Linked DNA regions of Mus musculus: region 1 is linked to region 2. Evidence: chromatin contacts called from public Hi-C data. All regions are on one chromosome and are shown on one strand. Each heading gives the region's core, a stretch centred on a gene start, on an enhancer-like site or on the middle of the called end of the contact. The rest is flanking DNA. Distances are from core to core; before and after follow the strand shown. Region 1 overlaps Ppfibp1 (PTPRF interacting protein, binding protein 1 (liprin beta 1)). Region 2 overlaps Ppfibp1 (PTPRF interacting protein, binding protein 1 (liprin beta 1)).

Region 1 (3,760 bases), core at 468-2,967, 87 kb before region 2:
CCTATTTTTTTTTAAAGACAAACTATCCAATTGTTTTTGGTGGCAATGGATTAAATATGAATCTGAAGTTCCAACCTGTGAGAAGCTTGATATGCCCAAGACAAGTCGGGCTGGAAAATATGGAACTACCTCTTTAATGCAAAAAGAGAAAAGGAAAGAAAATCTTTTTAAAAACCAATGTAATCTAAACTACTACACTTATCAGCTCAGGCGCTACTCAGAGCTCTGCATTTTAGCCATCTGTGCCTACACCAGAAGGGGGCGCAAATCTTCAAGGTTTAAAGATTTTAACGCACTAGGTTTTGGAAACACCTATAAATGTTCCCCACTTACTTCAACATTTTCCTGGAAACCAACATCCAAACTCTCAAAATTATGGCAGTGTTAAGCGATTCAGGATTGCAGAATAGCTAGCTAAAAGTTTTATTTTTAAGGGGACATTAAGCCAGAACATGTACATATTCTATTCTGTTTCAACGTCTGAATGCTATTTTGATTATTTTAAATATAAATGTAAAATTACCAAATATACTGTAATGTATCCTGTGAATATGTGTACACCCTTATATCAGCAGTGTAAACTATTTCATAGGATATGATCAAGGATTGTGTTTTCTAGAGGTTCTCAGGGTCCCTGGATGAGAACACAGGAGAAGACAGAAGTAGGGAGAAACAAGGCGTGACAAACACCTGCTGCAAAACCTCACAACCAGCCTCATAACCAGATTAAACTAAGCACAGTGCACCAGGTAAGTAAGACTCCGCCTCCTACAGTGTGGACAGCCTCCTCAACTCCCTTCCTATCCGCCATCCAGCCTCCTAGTTCCCATCCCTACAGCCTCCTCCCACCACCACTGAAACAATCCTCCTGCAGCCCCAGCTACTACGAAGGTTCAACAGCAACTGTTCTATTAGGGATGAGAGGGTAAGGAAAAGGGAAAAGTCTAAACAGACTCTTACAGGAAAATAAAGCCAGATGGTGGTGGCAAAAGCCTTTATCCCAGCACTCGGGAGGCAGAGGCAGGTGGATTTCTGAGTTCGAGGCCAGCCTAGTCTACAATGTGAGTTCCAGGACAGCCAGGCTACACAGGGAAACCATGTCTCAAACATCAAAGGGGGTTAAAAGCCTTAATCAGTCTGATGAAGAGACTGAGCAGTGCTCTTGCCCTAAGGAGCACAGTGAGGGCTGAGGAGGGAGGGAAGAGACAGAACGAGCATGCGAGCATGCGAGCATGCGCTACTTACCTCTGTGTCTCTGAACCGATCTTCATAATCCAGCCTGTCCTTCTCTACGGCCGTCAGTTTTAACTTCAAGTTAGAGATCTCAGCCATCAGCTCCAGCTTCTGTGTCTCTAAGGAGGTCCTACTCAGAAGCTCCTGTTAGGATTCCAGATGTTCACAAGTTTTACATTACACATTTCTGTCGTGACGGCAGAGCGGCAACGGTTAAGTGTAGCCTGTGGGTGAAGTACTGCCACACACCACACGGCTGAGGATCACTTAATCTAGTGACCTCTTCTGAACAGAACTACAACGTGTCATCAGGGTGTCGGGGAGACGCATCTGGCAGACTCCTGAGCCCAACGACAGCACTGATGGTGCTGTGCATGGTGCCTGCTATATCAGGAACTGGGAGACATGCTCATGAGTTCAGTCCCTGCAAAAGTCTCCTGAGGAAGAAGAGCTTATCAGCCTCATTTATCAGGGTTTCTAGAAACATGGAAGCCTAGATCACGAGGACAGGGAGGTCCGGAGCCTGTCAAGGCAGGCAATAGCACAGACTGATGTTCAACAGCAGCAACTCTGCATCCAAATACAGTCTCTGCGGCATCACAGGCTTTTCATCCACAAGCCCCATGTACGCACTGGGACGCATATATATATATGAGGTTTTGCCTTAACAAGCCACATATGGTGATTTTTCATCTCACGGTTGAGAGTTAGAAATAATATGAGCGCAAAAGATCAACTTATAATTCCTGTAATATTGTGTTCTCTCATAACTGCACAGTGTTGTGTGTCTCTGTGGTTTTAGACTCTGCTACTCTAGACTTCAAACAAAACAGTCTAGGGATTCTGGAATTTACTGCTGCTGAGACAAGACAGGAATGTTGCACCTCAGATAACACAATCCAGCATCCCCTCCCCCACCAGCTTTGGCCCATACCTGCTGCAGCATTTCTTCAGTGGCATTCAGCTTCTCTCTGTGCTCTTCAAGACAGAACTCCAAATCCCGAATCTTCTCTCCCTGAGCCTCCACCTGGTCTGTCAACACACTTACCTATTAAATCAAAGCAAGAGGCTATGAGTTTGAAAGGCTCTGGGCCCCAAAGCATGGCTCATTCTCTAACTGGAATGAGGACTAAGATCCATCACTCACGGTGGTTTAAAACATCACAAACTTAACAAGAGGACAGTGGTCCTACCCTTTGCTATTTATATTTCGCTTTGTGTGGATCAAGCCCAAGACTTGTGCATGCTAGGATAGGCAGGCTCTCTACCACCGGGCAGCCTCTGCAGCCCTATGCTGCCTTATGATCCAAGGATTCCTATTCAATTTAGGAGAAACATGGTGCTGATGAGAGATTTGCAGTTTCTTTACGCATTAAAACCATTTCAGTTGTCATTAGGAAAATCTGATGTTGAAGGCGATGGTAAGAGACTACTAGTCGGGAGCCACAGAGGAAGTGAGGAAACAGGCACAAAGGACCACGCAGATTTCACGGATCAATAATAAAAAGGAGCAAAGGTGAATAAAGACCTCAAATTCTACAAGCTCTTCCAAGATGAACATGGTCACAAGTGCGTTCAAAGCAAGGGCAAAGGAAGAGTGCTGTGGTGCACTTAGCATGAGTTCAGGTCCCAACACCAAAGAGGAAAAGGAAAAAGCCAGGGTACTGCACCACATGCCCAGGAAACAAACAGTGAAGCCCATCCCTCATCCCCAGGGTTCCATGCAGATCTACAAGTCTTCCCCCTGGGATACCAGCTGAATAAATACTCTTTGATCCACATCGTTCGAAACATAAAGATAAAGGCATTTTCTCTGTACTTAGGAACACCATGAGGAAGCAAGCAAAAGCAAGTACCGCATAGTACTCCCCAACAGCAGGCTCCACTCGGCTACTCTGTACGGTTTGTGTGTCATTTTAAAAGATGGAAAGTTAATATATATTCAGACAAGAGATTTTTATACTACGGGAATTCACAGATCTGGATTTCCAGTTGAAATGTATATAAAATCAGATCTGACAGCAGGGGACATACAAAATCATCTCAAGTGGCAAAATCATCTCAAGTCTGACCTGCTCCTGAGAACTGGGTGACAAAGCTGGCCACAGCCAGCCCTGCGCACTCCAGGTACAGAGAGCTGACCTAGCACCCCCTTCTTGTTTGTAAGATAGGACCTGAGAGGGCTGGTGAGATGGCTCAGTGGGTAAGAGCACCCGACTGCTCTTCCGAAGGTCTGGAGTTCAAATCCCAGCAACCACATGGTGGCTCCCAACCATCTGTAACGAGATCTGACTCCCTCTTCTGGAGTGTCTGAAGACAGCTACAGTGTACTTACATATAATTAATAAATAAATAAATCTTTAAAAAAAAAAAAGATAGGATCTGGGGTTATATCCCAGGTTGGTCTCAAATTCATGGCAAATCTCCTGCCCCAGCCTTCTAAGTCCTGGGATTACAGTCACTGACACCACAGCTGCCTTCTTCTGCACTGGCTGTTTCCTTCAGTGGCTGGCTGGGCTGCTGTACA
Region 2 (3,828 bases), core at 912-3,411:
ATGGATGGATAGAAGATAGATAGATAGATAGATAGATAGATAGATAGATAGATAGATAGATAGATAGAAGCTTTTTACAAAAATCCATTAACCCTGGAAATGTTTGGCCACAAAGTTCTGGGTTGATATTTTGTGTGCCTTGCCTGCTTGTTCGCCTTTTGTGATGATGACCCACCAGCTCTGTAAGTGCAACACAGGTTGTTTCAGAAACTATTGTACTTATATATTTAGAGAATTAATATTCTGATCATGCAGCAATTCACACTTGGGGAAAATTATTCAATTTGGAATCAGCCATTTCAGAAATCCAGAAGCTAGGCCCCACTACACCACAATCAGGCATATGTATCACCAAGCATCATGTGAACTTCCAAGAAGCCACAGGCCTGCTGTTTAATAATTAACAAGGAGGTTATGATCCCCCCCTTCATTTGGCTACAGGGTCCAAATTTCCCAACCTGGCAGATAAAGTGTCTTGCCACATCTACACTTGTGTTTGATTCCTAACAGACACACAGCGTAACTCCACTTGACACCCACTTTGGAGCTTCTAGGCAATCTAAGTCTGGAGAATTATTTTAAATTGTGCTGAGGACACTACAAGCTCCCTCAAAAGTCTCATGAAGGCTGAAATTTTAAAAACACTTGTTAGGTGGCCATTCAATTAAAAACTACAAATAATTAGCAGTCAGCTCTGACCACTTTCTGAACACCAACCGAAGCTAGTAAACAACCACAGGAGTTAAGTGATGTACAGGAGTACAGCAAGGTCACAAGTCAGGACAGTAAGACCTATCTTAACTAATAATATGCACATCACAACATCACATGGCGCTATGAACTGACACTCGTACAAAGGGTGCCCAAACTGGCACTGTCAACCCCACCCTCACACCCCAGTAGACTCACCCTGCTAAGCTACCTGTCAAGAACTTCTCTATCTTAAGTATACACTGAACTTGGAACAGCATTCCAAATCTTTACTAACAAGAACAAAGGTTTGGGGTTGATACTGATGACATGGTAGTAATTTTTGTAATCCCCCAAGAGACCAGACAGGGGAGGGGCTGCAGCAGGACTTGGGAGCTCCTATACTGCTTTGCACGGTAAGCTGCATCTTCTTTCAGAAAACCCTAAGAGGCTGGCTGGGATCCATACAGGCTAAGGGTATGAGACAAAAGGAAACTTGTCACAGCACCAGGAGTCAGAGGGAAAGCAATGACTACTTCCTATTACTGCAAGATTGGGGTGGTCAGGTTGTTTAAAGGGAAGAAAATATACTTCAAATGAAAACTTAGCCTAACCGTACAATTCTGTCTAATGTTTGTCAGCATTTTTACATCTGATCTCATTTTTTAGCCTGAAAGCCCTCCTATGAAAGCTGGCCTGGAATTATCATACTCAGTCTACAACTGGCAGCATGGCTTGTCCAAGACCACAAAGCTTATCAACATTGGGGTCAGACTGCCAGAATCTTGGTGTGGGAGTTTTCCTTATAGTAATAATTATCATCGTCATCATTCTTGAGATTGTAATTACATCATTTCACCTTCCCTTTCCTCCCTCCAAAGACTCAGAGTTTTTAATCTGTCCAGTTCCAATTTGTCTAAGTATTTTTTCAAACTTGTATACAAAACCCCTGAAAGTCTGGCTCCCCCTACTTCTCTCCCTCCCACCTTCATGCTACAGACCAGTATTTCATAAAGACAGGGACTGTTAATGGCACATAATCCTGGGGCAGAGCCAATCCCCCACCTGCCTCTCTGACTCTAAATAATCCAGATCTTCTGTTGTTGATAACAAACCACAACTTCCAAAGTACAGATGACAGAGGTTGGAAGGGTCAAGTTCACCACAATGAGCTTCACTCACCAATGCACTTCATGTCAAATGCATATATGCGGAGGGAAGTAGACACGACACTTTAAACAGCTCACAGACTCCTTAGTCATAGTAACTTAGAAAAGACTGTCCCTGGTCATTGGGTGCTGTCTGCTGTTATCTGAGGCCCTTGCAGGATTTACTCATGCCAACTTGGCATTCTCTTTCTGCAATAAAAGATGCTGGGACACAGGAAGTCAGAAGGGGATCTTCATGCCATCAACAGAGACTCAGCTAAGGCAAACACTAATGGAAGCTAATCACTCCATTAACTCCATCAGCCAAGCAGCCAATAAAACACAAAACAGCTGGCACGCTCCACTCCTGCATGCACCACCCCTGCCTTGTTTCAAAGGGCTGGAGCCAACATGACTTCAAGTGACTACTAGCACAGAGCTGCCTGCTGGGTTCCTATCTCAAGATCATGAACCACTCTCTCCAGTCCTTCAGGGCCATCAATAAATAGTCAGATCAGTATCAGTCTTATTCTTCCTTTCTCTCCTCATCAATTTCAACTTTCCTCACTGTTACTTCCACTTCTACCTCCGTCCCCAAATATCCACTCTAACTTCCAGTCAAACTGCAAGACTGGAATTTTAGTGAAACAGTTCCAACTGGCCAATGGCACAACATTTTACAATGTTCAAGCCTCAGTCTGCAGCAGTCCCAAGATTTGGCCAATGACCCCTGAGCATTAAACATGTAAGGGAATGTAGAAATCACACCAATTTACATAATCACTGATGCTTACTGTATCTATGTCTTACCTATGGAATGTACATGCCCTAAATTATATTATAATTCTAATTTATGAACTTATATGTATTACATGAGGAAAATTTCCCATATCCTCTCCATTCCTACCAAGATGCAGGAAAGAAGATGAGAAAACCACACAATAGATCCAAGCTCCAAGATCCAAACCAAGGCTGTCAGTCACCAGCTCAGAAGCTCTTTCCTGTAATTATAACTCACTTTCTATTCAAATACTGAGTTAATTCACTGCTGAAGTGTAACCACAAGGCTGAAGATGACTCTTTTAGAGAACACAGGTTCACTTCTCAGCACATACATAACAGCTCACAACTATCAATAACTATGTTTCAGGAGATCCAATGCCCTCTTCTGGCCTTTTTGGACATCAGAATACATGTGATATACAGACATGTATGCAGGCAAAACACCCATACACATAAAATAATAATAAAAAAATTTTTTAATTAAACACAATCATGGCTTCAGGGACTAAAATTAAATAAATAGAGCATAAAGGGGATTCCCAATGAATGTCTTTCTTTAACTCTGCAGAATAAAAAGCATATTGGCTTAGAATTCTGAAAGCATAAACTATTTGGCTTAATTCATTAACATGCAAAGCCTGAACATACACACAATAGAAGTTAAATGACAAGATAACCTCATGTGGAATTCTTCATGCAGAGACTTCCTATTAGTGCCGTTCTCTTAGGTCATAAGGGCTTAGCACCAGCACCAACCAAACCTGACTTCTACACAGCATGATAACTTAAGCTTGATATTCTTTTCTCATGATTCTGTTAATAAAGCATGGAAAAGTAACAACTCTTTAAAGGATGCCAAAACTCTTAGCTATGTGCAAAGGAATGACTGAGCTATCACCCTTCGCAAGAGCTGTGTTTCACGTGAATAAACAGACAAAACACACTTTGCCTTGACTATGAGCACAGTCCTAAGTTCATGATGAACTCAACAAAACAGAAAGACCTGTGAGGAGCAGGTAACTTATCCACAATAGAAAGGGGGAAAAAAAAAAAAGCACTGAACAGGGAAATTTTCTCACATCTAAATAAAATATTTGAAAAAGAAAAGAAAAGAAGAAAAAAGAAAAATTCACTTATCAGATATTCTAAAACTTTTGAACAAAAAAGAAAAGTTGCATTTTTTTTAAATTGAGAACTAAGACATAAT

What was found. Hi-C and Micro-C count contacts between places; a contact is called where the count stands out from the background.
Region 1: a contact with region 2 is called in a Hi-C map of the N1E-115 cell line, with 6 times the contacts expected there. The contact joins two enhancer-like sites. A contact is called at or near these places in 3 of 39 promoter capture datasets (the 3T3-L1 cell line and hippocampal neurons), 6 of 484 Hi-C or Micro-C datasets (DN3 thymocytes, the N1E-115 cell line, dorsal root ganglion neurons and 3 more) and 4 of 9 other capture datasets (adipose tissue, embryonic stem cells, liver and 1 more).

What each region holds. Positions count from the first base shown.
Region 1 is chr6:146,990,923-146,994,682 of GRCm38.p6, reverse strand. It overlaps Ppfibp1 (PTPRF interacting protein, binding protein 1 (liprin beta 1)), which reads right to left. Exons shown (of 31, transcript NM_001355728.1): 6 at 2,168-2,281; 7 at 1,246-1,377. Among named protein-coding and RNA genes, the nearest start is that of 1700034J05Rik, 38 kb to the right of the region's middle. Within about 2 kb of position 1,717, at least 9 of the 459 cell types and tissues checked have an H3K27ac peak or open chromatin away from gene starts, as enhancers often do. A contact at or near this core is called in the N1E-115 cell line, where this site is marked.
Region 2 is chr6:146,904,599-146,908,426 of GRCm38.p6, reverse strand. The region is part of intron 1 of Ppfibp1 (PTPRF interacting protein, binding protein 1 (liprin beta 1)); the gene reads right to left. Among named protein-coding and RNA genes, the nearest start is that of Ppfibp1, 18 kb to the right of the region's middle. Within about 2 kb of position 2,161, at least 22 of the 459 cell types and tissues checked have an H3K27ac peak or open chromatin away from gene starts, as enhancers often do. A contact at or near this core is called in the N1E-115 cell line, where this site is marked.